3 separate regions of the Mus musculus genome follow, and regions 2 and 3 are each linked to region 1. Evidence: chromatin contacts called from public Hi-C and HiChIP or PLAC-seq data. All regions are on one chromosome and are shown on one strand. Each heading gives the region's core, a stretch centred on a gene start, on an enhancer-like site or on the middle of the called end of the contact. The rest is flanking DNA. Distances are from core to core; before and after follow the strand shown.

Region 1 (4,728 bases), core at 1,058-3,557:
ACTTCCCAGGGATAAGAAAGAGAGGAAGAGCTGATGCCCACCACCACCACCACCAGCAGCCACTCCACGCAGTTCCCTGCCACTGGCTTCAAGGTGGCCCTGAAGCCGGCTTGCAGAGCCGCGGCCCCCGCTAAGCTCCGGGTGGCCCGACAGCCAACGCCCGCGGCGGGCAACAGATTCCAAGCGCGGGCAGGCGGAGCAACTAGAGCGACCCGGGCGGAGGGCTAGGGTGGGCTTTCTCTGGGCGGGGAAACCAGACACTTATAGGCGGCTGAGACCGACTTTATTTTTACTGCCCAAACTGTTGGAAAGTATTTAAGCTTAAACAGAAACAGCTGTATCGCTGGCACCGGCCGACGAAACTATTTGTTACCAGGAATGACTTTTTATGATTAAGGACCCAGCCGTCGGCGGTCTCTTGAAGGCGGCGGGCGAAGGTCGCCGGGGCGATGTGGGCATCCTGGATCCGCTGTTCGTTGAGAACCGAGAGGACTCCTCACCTGGAGCACACCTTACTATGTCTAGGAGTGAAGCCAAAAACTGGAACCTGCGACTGTTGATGCAAGAGGAGGCCTGGGGAGTACCGGCGCAGCGGGCCCAACTCGGAGCTAGCCCCAAGGCCAGCACTGGCGCGTGCAGTGTGTAGCGCCTTGGACCCGAGGCCAGCTTTGCGCTCTGGGCTTCCTGCCTTTCGAAACAGACTCCTTAGCTCGCTGTTTTCCGGGCTTCGTCGTTTTTTCTTTTTCTCTCTCCCCTTTTCCCAGCCTCTTCTTGGCCAAGGGAAACTTTTTTCAGCCAAGTTGATATCGCGATTTAAATAAATTGTGTGTTCCGAGGTCGGGCTCTGTGATCTGGAGCTTGGGTAGTAAAAGGGCAATGTGGGGATAGCTGCTGTTGAACCCCCCCCCCCCCCGCGCCTCAACAGGGGTTACCACGAGGGGAGGAAAGAGAGCCTAGGAGCAAAAGGTCATTGAGTGTACTCAGGTGTGTAAAAGGGACTGAGGCATCTCTGCGCGACCCTCGTCCCCTACCTGGGACTTGCCATCTTCGCGTCGGGGGTGGGGGTGGGGGTGTCTCTTCCAGGCCGCACTAGATACCGCCACACCCCTCAAAGTCCATACTGATGTTTGTCGGGAATCCCCCGCTTACGCTTACGTCGTCTAGAAGAGCCCGAGACAGAAAGTGCACTAGCTCTGCACCCAGGTCTGGAGCAGAGCCGCGGCGCCTCCAGAGCTAGCCAGGCTCTAGGCTCTGCCTCGATGGTCATAGGCTCCTTAAACCCACCCAGGCCGGGACAGATGTGGTCAGGGTTGACTTCTCTCAGGACTGAGGAGTGGATTGGACGGAAACTGCAGGCTGGGTCAGGAATAGAGGCTGGGGCAGGGCAGCTGAGACTTGGGGACAATGAGGGTGGGAAGAGGAGGCTCGCGACCCCTCCTGCAGGGTCTCGCTTCAGGATGGATTCAGGCGGTAAACACTGGCTTGTGCCAGTCTGCTTTGGGCTTCTGAGCCCGGAGAAGCGCCCACGCCAGCTCGCAGGACCCGGAGGGTGGACGCGGGCAGCGCTATGCGACTGGAGACCAAGAGCAGGCTCATTGATTTGTTAGCTGGATGGGACTGGTGAAGAAGGGAGGAGGGGGCGTTGCCATGGAGACCCAGGGTGCGCGGCCGCAAGGGAGGGGTCAGGGAATTAGTAGGTTCGGCGCAAGCGACGTAGGTCCGGGGGTTCGGGCGCGGCTCGATGCGCCCCAGCACCTGTGCATTGTGCATCAACGGCGGCTGGCGACCAGGATGGCGCCAGCTAGGGCATGGGCAGGTGGGGAGGGCCTGGGTCTGCAGAGGGGCAGCGCCTGGCTGGCACCTACGCAGGGAGCCCTAATAGCTCGGCGGGGCAAGCCACGCACCCGGGGAAACGCTGGGCAATCAGGCAGGGGGGCCAGGGGCGGGAGCCTAGGGCAGCGGCCCCCCTGTCCAGCCGTGCAGACTGACAGCAGCCGGGCCCGCCCCGCTTGGCGTCACTTCCGCTGACGGCTCGCTCCCCCTCCCTCTGGGTCTCTGGAGTGGACAGAGACCCCGCCTCCTGGCTATTGGAACGCGGGTCACGTAGCAACGCAGGGGAGACGGGGAGAGGGGCGTGGCCGGGCGCTAGTCCAATCAGCGCCCGCAGAACGGGCCCAGGACGCTTGGCTTTAGCAACGTCGTTAGCAACACGTGGGGCGGGAGGAAGCGCTGGGAGGGGGTGGAGGGAGGGAGAGTGCGCGGGGGAGGGAGGAGAACTGACGTCAGCGGGAGAGTATTATGGGCTGTCGAGGGCTGGCTGCTGCTTTTCTGCTCCTGGAAGCGGCTGAGGGGGGAAGCGGCGAGTCAACATGGAGCTCTCGGCGGTGGGGGAGCGGGTGTTCGCGGCCGAAGCCCTCCTGAAGCGGCGCATTCGCAAAGTAGGTGAAGGGGAAGGCGGGCGGCGACGCGAACTCTCCCTCACCAGGGCCCAGGCTCCCTCCCCTTGCTGCAGCCCAGCCTCCCTTCCCCCAGGTCCCAGCAGCGGCCGCGGCCGTGGCGGCGGCGGCGGCGGCTCAGCCCCAGCGCTCTCCTTAGACTTGCAGCCCTGCACAGATTGCATGGATGGGGGGTGGGGTGGGGGATGAATGCCGGTGCATGCACTTTGTGCAGCGTTTCTGCAGGGGTGCTGCAGTGGACTGGTTCCTTTGGCGGTAGTGTTTGGAGCATTCATTTGGTGCATGCATTTTCGTGTGTATTTCTTGTGTCCTCGTCATGCATTTCTCCCCACGCACACACATACACAAGCATTTTCCCTTTTGCATCTGCAGGGACGCATGGAATATCTCGTGAAATGGAAGGGCTGGTCGCAGAAGTAAGTAGGTTATATGCAATCGCTACCCCACACTGATATCGAGGAGGGTTCTTTCTTCCTCTTTTCCCCTTCACATTGAAATACAACACAAGGCAGCCGGAAAAGTTGCACACACATACACGCCCTCCACTCTGTCCTCTCTCTCCTGCTCCAGGGACTGATGCTCCATTCTTCCTGGTTTCCTTTAGGTACAGCACGTGGGAGCCCGAAGAAAATATTCTGGATGCTCGCCTCCTTGCAGCCTTTGAGGAAAGGTACAGACCCTTAGCCTAGCCACTCACTAGAACCCATACACGCTGACTTCGGTGCAGCCAGGACACACCCCCTTCTCTCTCTTTTCTTTCTTTAGGGAACGGGAGATGGAGCTCTATGGCCCCAAAAAGCGAGGACCCAAGCCTAAAACCTTCCTTCTCAAGGTATGTTGCGATCTCCAGAGGTGGAGTGTGCCGTTCAGGGAGGATCTGCAGGGCTTGTAAATCAATGGGTGCCCTTGCCTTGTGTGTATTTGTAATCTGGACTTCTGTCAGAGGCCCCATCACGGAGTTCTAGAGGCAGGACTTAGCTGCACCAGAAGGCCTTCATTCCCACCCCCCCTCCAGCCATCCCAAGTAGACCTCTGTTACACAAGGAGTCTGTTGGTTGCAAATGGCTTCTTCCAGACAAACCCTCATTCCCCTCCCCCAGACTATTACTAAGAGCCCACCTCCCCACTCAATTAGAATTTCCCAGGCATCCAGGGAAAGTTGGGCAGTCAAGGCTAGAGGTCGTGGGGGGGTGGGGTGGGCGGGGGCGGGGCTTTTTTCTCCTCACAACAACTTCCTTCTGCAGGCCCAGGCCAAGGCAAAGGCCAAAACCTATGAATTCAGAAGTGACTCTACCAGAGGCATCCGGATCCCTTACCCAGGCCGCTCACCCCAGGATTTGGCGTCTACTTCCAGGGCCCGAGAGGGCCTGCGGAACACGGGGCTACCCCCACCAGGGAGCAGCACCAGTACCTGCAGGGCAGACCCACCTCGGGACCGGGACCGAGAGAGGGACAGGGGTACCAGCCGTGTAGACGACAAGCCCAGCTCACCGGGGGACAGCTCCAAGAAACGAGGACCGAAACCCAGGAAGGAGCCCCTGGACCCTTCACAGAGACCTTTGGGAGAGCCCAGTGCCGGCCTTGGAGAGTACCTGAAAGGCAGGAAGCTGGATGAGACCTCTTCTGGGACAGGAAAGTTCCCAGCTGGCCACAGTGTGATCCAGCTTGCTCGAAGGCAGGACTCAGACCTGGTGCAATATGGTGTGACCAGTCCTAGCTCAGCAGAGGCCTCGAGCAAGTTGGCTGTGGACACCTTTCCAGCCAGGGTAATAAAGCACAGGGCTGCTTTCCTGGAGGCCAAAGGCCAAGGTGCCCTGGACCCTGGTGGTGCCAGGGTTCGACATAGTTCAGGCACCCCAGCCTCAGTGGGAAGCCTGTATCGGGACATGGGGGCGCAAGGGGGAAGGCCCTCCCTCATCGCCAGGATCCCAGTGGCCAGGATCCTGGGGGACCCAGAGGAAGAGTCCTGGAGCCCCTCTCTGACTAACCTGGAGAAAGTGGTCGTTACAGATGTGACCTCAAACTTTTTGACCGTCACCATTAAGGAGAGCAACACGGACCAAGGATTCTTTAAGGAAAAAAGATGAATTGCCGGGGTGGGAGCCCAGGACCAGTGCAGGGGAGAGTGAGCTCAAATGGCTTAGTGCTTTTTATTTCTGGGTGACTGTGGCCTCTGGCTGGTCCTGTCCTTCTTCACACCCCTCTTCCCTTTCATTCCTCCGTCCTCAGTTCTGGCTGGAAAATTATCTCTAGAGTTCTATTTTCTATTAGA
Region 2 (4,862 bases), core at 2,265-4,764, 130 kb after region 1:
TTCAGAGCCTGTGTTTACAGCTCTGCTGAGTTTAGGCTACCAGCGTTAGGGGGAGGCCTGCAGAGCTGACCTTCAGTGCTAAGTGGGGCTTCTGTCCTGCTACTTCTGGCAGGGAATCCTAAAGGTAGGTGTAGGGTTTCTCCCTACGGCTGGTCAGAGTCCTGAGAGCAGGCCAGGCTCCTGATCTAGAGGGTCAGGATAACTGGGCTGTGGCACTAGTGGGACTCTTGGCTTCCCAGGCACTTGGAACTCTGCCTTCCTCCCTGCGTGGACTCGTGCTGGTCTTGACCAGACTCAGGTCAGCTCCCAAGCCTGTTTCCAGTCCTGTTTCTTTTCAACAGTCCATAGCACGAGGCTGTCTTCTCTGTTACTGCCAGCCTTGCGGTACTTGTGAGGGAACAACACGAAATATTATTAAGTGATCAAAGCAGTATTGATCACTTTTGTCAGTACTAATACAGAATACATAAAAGGCAACCCAGAGGGTTCACTTTGCCTCACAGTCTTAGGGTGCAGTCCATCAGGGCGGAGAAGACATGGTCTCAGGAGAGTGAAGTGGTGGAGGGTCACATGATGTCCTCAGTCAGGAAGCAGAGAAAGAGATGGATGCTGGTCACATGACATCCTCAGTCAGGAAGCAGAGAGAGAGATGGATGCTGGTGCTCAGCTCTGTTCCTCTTATTTACTGAGTTGAGAACCCCAGCCCGTAGAATAGCATCAACCACAGTGAGGGTGACTCTTCCCAAAAAGCAGTAGTTCTCAATCACAGGGGTGGCACATCAGATATCCTGCACATCAGATATCCTGCACATCATATATTTACATTATGATTCGTAACCATAGCAAAATTACAGTTATTAAGTACCAATGAAAATAATTTTATGGTTTGAGGTCACCACAACATGAGGGATGTATTTTCGGTCACATCTAGATACCTGTTTCCTATGAGAGTCTAGATCCTGACAGATTGCCGATCGCCATCCTCTTAGAGTCTTTTCTGTGCTTTGCTGTATCTTTCTGAGGGTGAGCTGTGGCCTTGTAATAGCTAGAGTGGTATCTTTGCTTCTTTCCTAGTTGCTACTGCAGGGGGTTGTTCTTGGCGCTTCTACATCCTCATATTCTTAAAAACGAAGTTTCTGTGGGGCTTCATGGACAGCTCAGTGGTTGAAAGCACTTCCTTCTCTTCCAGAGGACCAGAGTTTGGCATCCAGCCAGGAGGCTCCTAACTGCCCATAGCTTCAGCCATTGGGAATCTGATCTGATTTCCTCTTCTGGCTTCTGAGGGCATTACACTCACTTGGCTTGTGTGCTCACACACACACACACACACACACACACACACACACACACACAATCTAAAAATAACATCCTTGTTAATCTCAGCATAGAAATACATTCACAGGCCCTGCCATCCTTTTCTGGGCAGACCCTTTGATGACCTCTGAGTCCACGGGACATATGCCCTGGGCTCTGTTCTCGAGGGATAACCTACTAGACAGGCCACATGGCTGCCCCTTGGCTACAGGTGCCTGCTTCATTTTAGTACCAGGCTTTCTGAGTGGCTGACTGTGCTGTTTGGCTGGAACCTGTCTGGAGACTGGAAGAAGGCTTGGTGCCACCTGCAGACCTTTTTGGGAATGGCCTCCAGAGGTGGGTGTGTGACTAGAGTTTCAGTCCTGAGCCCTTCCACTTGAAGCTCACAGCTTGTGCAGTGCAGTATGGGGAAGCAGACCTTGGTCTCTGGGAGGGTTCTAAGAGAGGGATCAGAAGGGCAGTGGGAACTGGACCAGACGGGAAGGGCTCTCAGGACAGAAGAACCAGGAGGGACTCACCGTTGGCCCAGAGAGGCAAGACAGCCTAGAGATTGGTGTGGATGGGCCTAGCCAGCAGTCCCATGCCATGAAAGCTTGGATCACCAGGCCACACAGAGAGAAACAGTTGGTCCATGGGGGCAGAACTGTGCCATCTCAAATTTGGGGCTAGGGCCGCTTCAGGGACCCTTGCGACTGTGCCAGAGACAAGGCATTTATATTCGGCTGCAGGACTCGACTGCTTACGTGCTCTAAAGCACGTGATTCCCACTGGGCAAGACAGATCGATGGCCCAGACAGGCCGAAGGAGCAGAATTAAAAGCTCCTGAGAAGGCAACAGTCACTCAGCCTGGACACCGTCTGCCCTCACTCTGTAGGGAAGGCAGTGTGCAGCCCAGCAAGCCAGAGAGCACCTCAGGGCCTCTCTTATTCTCCCTCTTCTCTACTCTGTCTAGCTGCCCTACCCACAGGGCCCCAGGCTCCGTGGTATGTGCCTCACACTGGAAGCTTAGTTAGGTGCAAGAAGCTGATGGTTTTACAAACAGCATCCAGCAACGTGTATCAGGCTTGTTTTTTAATCATGTTTTGTTGTTGTTGTTTGTTTTGTTGTTGTTGTTTTTTGTTTTTTAGATTGCAAATGTCCTTTGAGAGTGCAGGTCCCAGAGTCCAGGCACTGCATGGTGATTGTCTTTTATTTTCGTCTTTCATATAGAACAGTATCTGGATCCAGTTTAAAGCCTTTGGGTATCATCTAGCCTCTTTGCTCACTTCTGGGGCTGAATGCCAGTAACTAGCCCCACTGTTGTACCTGGGTCTCATCTTGACAGCTCAGAGGCAATGCCTGCCTCCCAACCCCTTTCTTTTCCCAAGACTAGAGATGCCGGACCTCAGACCACGCTAGACTCCCTTTCCCTGGGTTAGGGGGAGGCTGGAACTCTTCTGGTTTTAGGTTCTCCTAACTGACCTGGATGGAAATATTTAAGGCCATAGGATTATCAGCGGGGACAAGTGTGTCCTCCCTGTGTCCTGTTCCAGGGTAGGCCTCCTGCCTCCCCGCCTGCTCTGTGATTCTCAGGAAGGCAAGGCATGGAACTCCAGGCCTATTAAGGGTCTTCCCCAGTGGCCAGTTAGGCGCGGGCGCTGCAGACTAGCTGGAGAGGCGTGGGGGAGGGGACATCCATTCCTGCCATTCAGCGACCAAGTCTTTCTAGGGACCCCTGGGCAGAGCGAGAGAAACCGGTCCCAGTGGAACGAGGGTGCAGGGGTCCTGCTAAGTGTTGCTAGTGATGACTTACACTGAGGTCGCCCAGAAGAAGGGAGGGAGGAAGGGGAGGTGAGACCACAGCGGTGGTGGTGGTGGTGAGCTCGGAGGAGCCCAGCTCCTTCTGAGCTCTAGGGTGCCCTACAAGTCTCACCAGCCTACGCATCCCCGTTCTCCAAGGCTGGAGCTGGGACTCCAGGGCTCCTGTGGCCACATTCAGCTGGCTCGCGGCCCTCCCTGCCTCGCCGCCCTCCCTGGCCGCGCGACCGCCGGAGCCCCCTCCCTCCCTCGCCGAGCTGCGCGCTCCGCCCGTGCAGCCGCCACCACCACCGCCACCGCCGCCGCGTGCTCCTGCTGCCTTCTCGCTTCAGCCGAGCCAGCCAGAGGAACGAGGGGGGGGTGGCAGAGAGAGAGAGAGAGAGAGAGAGAGAGAGAGAGAGAGAGAGAGAGAGAGAGAGAGAGAGAGAGAGTCGGCGAGGCAAGCGGAGCGGGGACACGGAGCCGTTGCTCCGGAACCGGCGGAAACCTCCTCGGACAGCAGTCGGGCGCCTGCCCCAGCAGCTCGCGTGGTCTCCGGAGACGCCGCGGCAGCCACCGCCGCTCCAACCCGGCCTCTCGCGCCCCTTGCCGCCGGCTCGCCGGGGCGGCCGGGATGCAGCCGGGGCATGGCCGCCAGGGCCCCGTCACCTGCCGTGGGGAACGCTGAACCCGTGAGTAGCCAGACCCTGGGCTTCCACCTCGGTCACGACCATCGCGAGGGGCCGGCTGGGACTGTGGGCACGGCCCGGGGAGGGGCGCACGGGACCCCGCAGTGGGAGGCGGGGCCGGCGAGGACGCGGGGCTGCGGAGCGTGGCTGGGGACAGACCTGAGGTCGCGCGAGGATGGGGTGGCGCCCTTGGGGGTCAGGGGTCTGCGCGCGAGGTCGGGGTTCCCGAGTTGTGCGGGGGCTGGGGTCGTGGCTCCGGGCTCCGGGCTCCCCTGGGAAACCAGAGGGGAGATTTTGTAAATGGGAAGGCCCGGGGTCAGGCTCCATGGAGACACCGGGGAGTCCCGCGCGCTGCGTGCCCGTGGCGGCGGCGGCGGCGGCGGCGGCGGCGGCACAATGCCCGGCTCTGGGAACTCCCAGGATTGGGGGGAAGCCGTGGCGCACGGAGATCCCGGCCCGCGGGGCGCATCAGGGAGGCGGCCCCAACCCGCAGGGCTGGAAGCACGGCTGGCGACCCTGATGCGCTACGGCGTGCGACTCTCGCCATCCTCAGGCTCGGGAGGGCTGCTGGGGTCCAGGAGGAGGAGAGCCGGCCGAGGGGACTGACTGATGACCTCAAGGAGTTGTGGGAGGACTGAGGTCCTCCTCGGCTCTCTCGGGAGGACCAGAGCCCTCAGCATAGCGGCACGCGTGGAACAGGCGCGGGTGGCGCACAGGGCTCTCTAGTCCGCGAGCTGGGGGGCGCTCGGGGCCGAGTCTTCCCAGAGGCGTGAGCAAGGATCGGAGGTTACTGCTCGCTTTGGCACAGCTACAGGGCTGGGACAGCCCGGCTGGGAAAGCTTTGCTAAGGTGGCCTGCACAACCCTAGCCCAAACTTTCTGACTTGTGGCCCCGGGAGGTGGTGGGATTCTCCTGGGGCTGTCTTCTTCAGGAGAAAGGTGTCAGGGGGTGGCTTCAGGCCGGCGGTCCTCTGGGAGCTCCCTGATGAAGCTTCGCCCCTATCCATTGGCATGCAGCCCTTCAGTGTCCTGGCCACCCAGGTCCCGCACCCAGTCTGTACCCGGAGCAAGACGCGACCAGCAC
Region 3 (4,671 bases), core at 1,017-3,516, 210 kb before region 1:
TTTCCCAGCTCTGGGGTGCAGAGGTCCCCTGCCTGGCTTTTACTGTGGGTGCTGGGTGGACCCACATCTTTATGACGACAAAGCAACTGCCTTGCCGATTGAGCTAGCTCCCGGAAGGCCTTCTTTTGGAGGGGGCTACGGAGAACCATGAATCAAGGCATTGACTCCAGGGGCTCAGAGAGTCCTCACACTTGGGACACTTCACTACAGTGATGGGGGAAGGGAGCGGGGAGAGGGCGTGGCTCGGGGCTCTGGGCGGCGCCTCACCCCCAGCTCCGACACCATCTGTTCCAGCTGCTTGTTGAAGAAGTTGATGAGGCTCTGCTTCCTCTCAATGAGGATGGTGCGCCGGGCGATCTCGCTCTCGCTGTTGGTGATGAGATCGTTGAACCTCTTTACCTCCTTGTCCATCTCTGCCAGCGTCTTCTTATGCATGTCTATTTTGCAGTTGGTGTTGGTGATGTCCAGGGTGGCCTGGGCGATATCGCCGTCAATTTTTGAAAGATGTGTCACCTGAGGGCACGAAGGGACATAGGTGTGAGCTTTCTCCGTCTTTGGCTGGGCTAGACTGCAGTGTCCTCGACATTCGACTGGTATATGAAGAGATCCCTGCATGCCATCAGGAGGAAGCTAACTGGCCCTGCATCTCAAGGACCTTCAAGGACCACCACAAAGCACAAGGGGCCTGCTTACCCAATGGAGACAGCGTGCATAAAATAAAGCAGTGTTGTGGCCCATGCCTGTGATTCTAGCTGATGGGAGGCTCAAGTGTGGGCCACAAAAGACATTCTCTTTGTCTCTCTCTCAAAAAACGGATTGGGGGCTGGAATGCTGGTTTTTTTGTTTATTTATTTTTTTGAGACACGTCTTTTTTTTAAAAGATGTATTTATTTATTTTATTTATTTATATGCGTACACTGTCACTTTCTTCAAACATACCAGAAGAATGCATCAGATCCTGTTATAGATGGTTGTGAGCCACCATGTGGTTGCTGGGAGTTGAACTCAGGGCCTCTGGAAGAGCAGTCAGTGCTCTTATTCCCTGAGCTATCTCTCCAGCTCCTGTTTATTTCTTGAGACAGGGTTTCTCTGTGTAGCCCTGGTTGTCCTGGAACTTGCTCTGTAGACCAGGCTGGCCTCAAACTTAGAGGTCCCCCTGCCTCCGCTCCTGGCTGCTTCATGTCCTTAATCCCAGCATGTGAGAGGCAGAGGCAGGAGGATCACCGTGACTCTGAGAACACCTTGGTCTACATATTGAATTCCAGGCCAGCCAGGGTTATATAGGTTATATTACACCTTGAAGGGAGGAAGGAGAGGAGCGGGGAGGGGAGGGGAGGGGCGAGGAGGAGAGAACAGGGGAGAAAGCAAGCTGTCCATGTCTCGTTTTTCTTGTAAACAAGCAGGGTACAAGTTTGGGGAGGGAGCGTGTTGAATCATGGGCAGCTCTTATCACAAAGCCACCAGGAGGACCACCTGGAATCCTACCTTTCTCCCAGTGTAGCGTATGTCCTCCTGTGCTCCTCAGGAGAGCATGGTGGGACCACACTCCACTGAACTCTTTAGTCTGACAGATCCTGTCTCATTTTCTTGTGTAATTAAAGAAAAAACAATTTTTTTGAGACAGGGTTTCTCTGTGTAGCCCTGGCTGTTCTGGAACTCACTCTGTAGAGCAGGCTGGCCTCGAACTCAGAATCCGCCTGCCTCTGTCTGCCTAACAAGTGCTGGGATTAAAGGTGTGCGCCACCACCAGCAAAAAAAAAAAAAAAAAAAAAAAAAAAAAAAAATTGTTTTGAGAGTCTCTCAGTGTGCTGGCTGACCTCAGACTCACAGTGATCCACCTGCCTCTGCCTCTGCCTCCCAGAGGCTGAGATTAAAGCTGTCTGTTTTTTGACAGCTGTGCAGTGCGCAGTGAGACTCTGCATCCTGCATGGCATCTTTCTTCCTCTTGCACTGTGACCAGATGCAACACTGCCCTCTGCCACCCAAGGCAAGCAGCCTGGCCACCCAGGACCTCAGGACCTTGTCACTGCCTCTGAGTTTATAATGAGATTCTGCATCGACACACACACACACACACCCCCTTCCTCCTGCACCAGCTCCAGACAGAACGTGACTGCCCTCCTTCTGATCCTCTCTCCAGACAGGCTCCTTCCCTCCCACACATGTCACCAGTGCACAGGACTTTTGAGTACCGGTGTCCCCTTTCAAGGGCTATACTTCTGTTTGAAAACCATGGTGACATACAAAGTTGTTAGCTTAAAGACTCTTTACTGCCCTCTGGTGGGAAAAGGTGGTGATAGTTCATGTCCAGTCTAGGACAGGGCAGGGTGGGGCCAATACTGGTCTGGGCAGCTATGGGGCCGGGCAGGCTACTTCATACCCACCACGCTCCCTAGAGTCTCAAAAGTCCTTAACCACCTTCTCTCGCTCCCTGCCCTGCTCCCAAGGAAAGATTCCAAGGAGATCCAGTTGGGCCATATATGCATTAGCTGCTGCCAGCCGTGTCCAGTCAGGGCAGAAGTGAGCTCCCCTCCTGCCAGGGTGTGTGTGAATCACGGATGCCTAGGCTGCCGGACAAGTGGCTGTCCTTTTAGGAGGACAGGTGGCAACAGCCATGTCTACTCCTGATAAGTAGTCACTATGTCAGGAGTGGTGGCTGGCGACTGGGCAGGTTCTCTGCCTCCTTCCAGATAACAGGAAAGACAGCTGAGCTCCCGGGGGCCTGAAGCTGCCTGCACCCAAGGCCCTAGCCAGAGGGAGCGCTGAGGCTCAGGTTCCAGGGAGCTGGATTCAAGACTTAACTGAAGAGACACTTGGGTGTTCCCCATCTCCCAGGTTCCAGGATGGAACCAAAAAGCCTGTGTTGGGGTGGCACAGCTGGAGCTGAAAATGTAGGGAGTGGGGCTGGAGATCCACTCCATCTGGCTCAGCCGTTAAGAGCACTGACTGCTCTTCCGAAGGTCCTGAGTTCAAATCCCAGCAACCACATGGTGGCTCACAACCACCCATAATGAGATCTGACGCCCTCTTCTGGTGCTTCTGAAGACAGATGCAGTGTGCTTATTTTTAATAATAAATAAATCTTTGGGCCGGAGCAAGCAGGGCTAGTGTGAGCGGGACTGTCCGGAGCGAGCAAAGGACCTAAATCCAATTTCCAGCAACCACATGATGGCTCACAACCATCTGTACAGCAGTGTACTCATATACATAAAATAACAAATAAATAAATCTTAAAGAAAAAAAGAAAATGTGGGGAGTGTATCTGCATGGGGTGGGGCAGCTGATAGCATGGACCGGCGCTGGCCGGGCCAGGGTGGGCCAGACTCTCTTCCTAAGACTGTGTGGTGTGAGAAAACAACTGAGCAGTCCTCCTGTGGGGATGTGTCCTCAGCCAGACTCAGCCAGGCTGTCGTGCTCCCTTAGGGGGTGGGGCCATGCCCTCCTCAGGGCCACTCGAGACAGAGATTCCAGCGGGATCCTACCATGTGATGAAAGGAAGGAAAAAAGGAGCAGGGTGTGGGGGCTCACCCCACAATCCAGCACTTGAGAGGTGGGGGCACACAGACAGCCACGGGTCTGAGGCCGACATGTGCTCTGTGGTAAATCCTAGGACAATCGGCTACAGAGAGAGACCAGTCTCAAAAAATAAAATAAAATACAATACAATAAAATAAAACAAAACTGTGCCACAGGGGGCTGGTGAGATGGCTCAGTGGGTAAGAGCACTGACTGCTCTTCCAGAGGTCCCGAGATCAAATCCCAGCAACCACATGGTGGCTCACAACCATCCATAATGAGATCTGATGCCCTCTTCTGGTGTGTCTGAAGTCAGTTACAGTGTACTTATGTATAATAATACATAAATCTTTGGGCCAGGGCGAGCAAGGACTGAGCAAGTGTGGCTGACCGGAGCGAGCAGAGGTCCTAAAACTCAGTTCCCAACAACCACATGAAGGCTCACAACCATCTGCACAGCTACGTACGTGTACTCATATACATAAAACAAATCTTTTTTTAAACACTGTGTCACAGTTCAATGAAACTAATAAAAAAATATATTTGATTGGACCTGGAATCAGATATCTAACAAGAATGCAGTGTTAGCATGATTGTGTGTGTGTGTGTGTAAGCGCGTGCGTGTGTCTAAATGTGTACAGAAAAAAAGAAACAGACAGGGTTTCCTGGATGGCAGGTCTACAGCCTCTTACAGTTTTCATTGTGTCTTTCTGTGTTCCCCTCCCCCCACTGTCCCCCCCACTCCCCCCCCCCCCATTCTGGAGGGAAGAACCCAGGACCGCACTCAGGCTCCCCAGGTTTTTTACAGTAAGAAATTATTGGCTGGATGTGTCATCCCAGCTGCTCAAGAGACTAACCAGGCCATGCTGAGCATAAGTTTGAGCCTAGCCTGGGTGTAGCCGAGCTACAGCTTAAGTTCAAGATCAGCCCGGGGCAACTTAGTGAGACCCTGTCTCAAAACAAAGAGATGTCTTGGGGAGCTGGGGAGGTGTGTGGCTACTCGTTGGGCCCAATAAATTGGGTGTGGTGGCCCAGGTCTATAATCCCAACACACACACACACACACACACACACACACACACACACACACACACACACAGAGTAGTGAGTTTGAGGCTAGCAGGAGCAACGTGAGACCCTGTCTTAAGGAGGAAG

Evidence for each region. Hi-C and Micro-C count contacts between places; a contact is called where the count stands out from the background. HiChIP or PLAC-seq counts read pairs in DNA pulled down with a chosen protein or histone mark.
Region 2: a Hi-C map of embryonic stem cells shows a contact between it and region 1, with 6 times the contacts expected there. The contact joins the promoter of Rbfox3 here to the promoter of Cbx8 in region 1. A contact is called at or near these places in 2 of 39 promoter capture datasets (embryonic stem cells and epiblast stem cells), 11 of 484 Hi-C or Micro-C datasets (cerebral cortex, cortical neurons and embryonic stem cells) and 2 of 115 datasets of contacts at active chromatin or transcription factors (both in embryonic stem cells).
Region 3: an H3K4me3 HiChIP or PLAC-seq map of forebrain shows a contact between it and region 1, with 4 times the contacts expected there. The contact joins the enhancer-like site here to the promoter of Cbx8 in region 1. A contact is called at or near these places in 6 of 39 promoter capture datasets (cranial neural crest, hippocampal neurons, liver and 3 more), 4 of 15 datasets of contacts at CTCF or cohesin (embryonic stem cells, large pre-B cells and pro-B cells), 15 of 484 Hi-C or Micro-C datasets (B cells, CD4 T cells, the N1E-115 cell line and 9 more), 21 of 115 datasets of contacts at active chromatin or transcription factors (CD8 T cells, bone marrow-derived macrophages, craniofacial prominence and 14 more) and 5 of 9 other capture datasets (adipose tissue, embryonic stem cells, liver and 2 more).

What each region holds. Positions count from the first base shown.
Region 1 is chr11:119,038,492-119,043,219 of GRCm38.p6, reverse strand. It overlaps Cbx8 (chromobox 8), which reads left to right and starts at 2,307. Exons shown (of 5, transcript NM_013926.1): 1 at 2,307-2,438; 2 at 2,829-2,872; 3 at 3,061-3,126; 4 at 3,222-3,288; 5 at 3,701-4,728. The coding sequence starts at 2,370. The coding sequence ends at 4,543.
Region 2 is chr11:118,908,224-118,913,085 of GRCm38.p6, reverse strand. It overlaps Rbfox3 (RNA binding protein, fox-1 homolog (C. elegans) 3), which reads left to right and starts at 3,514. Exons shown (of 15, transcript NM_001039167.1): 1 at 3,514-3,782.
Region 3 is chr11:119,246,781-119,251,451 of GRCm38.p6, reverse strand. Ccdc40 (coiled-coil domain containing 40) reads right to left here. Exons shown (of 21, transcript NM_001364767.1): 14 at 268-513. It overlaps Gm35932 (predicted gene, 35932), which reads left to right. Exons shown (of 3, transcript NR_168666.1): 3 at 1-735. Among named protein-coding and RNA genes, the nearest start is that of Gm35932, 4.3 kb to the left of the region's middle. Within about 2 kb of position 2,266, at least 21 of the 459 cell types and tissues checked have an H3K27ac peak or open chromatin away from gene starts, as enhancers often do. A contact at or near this core is called in nephron progenitors, where this site is marked.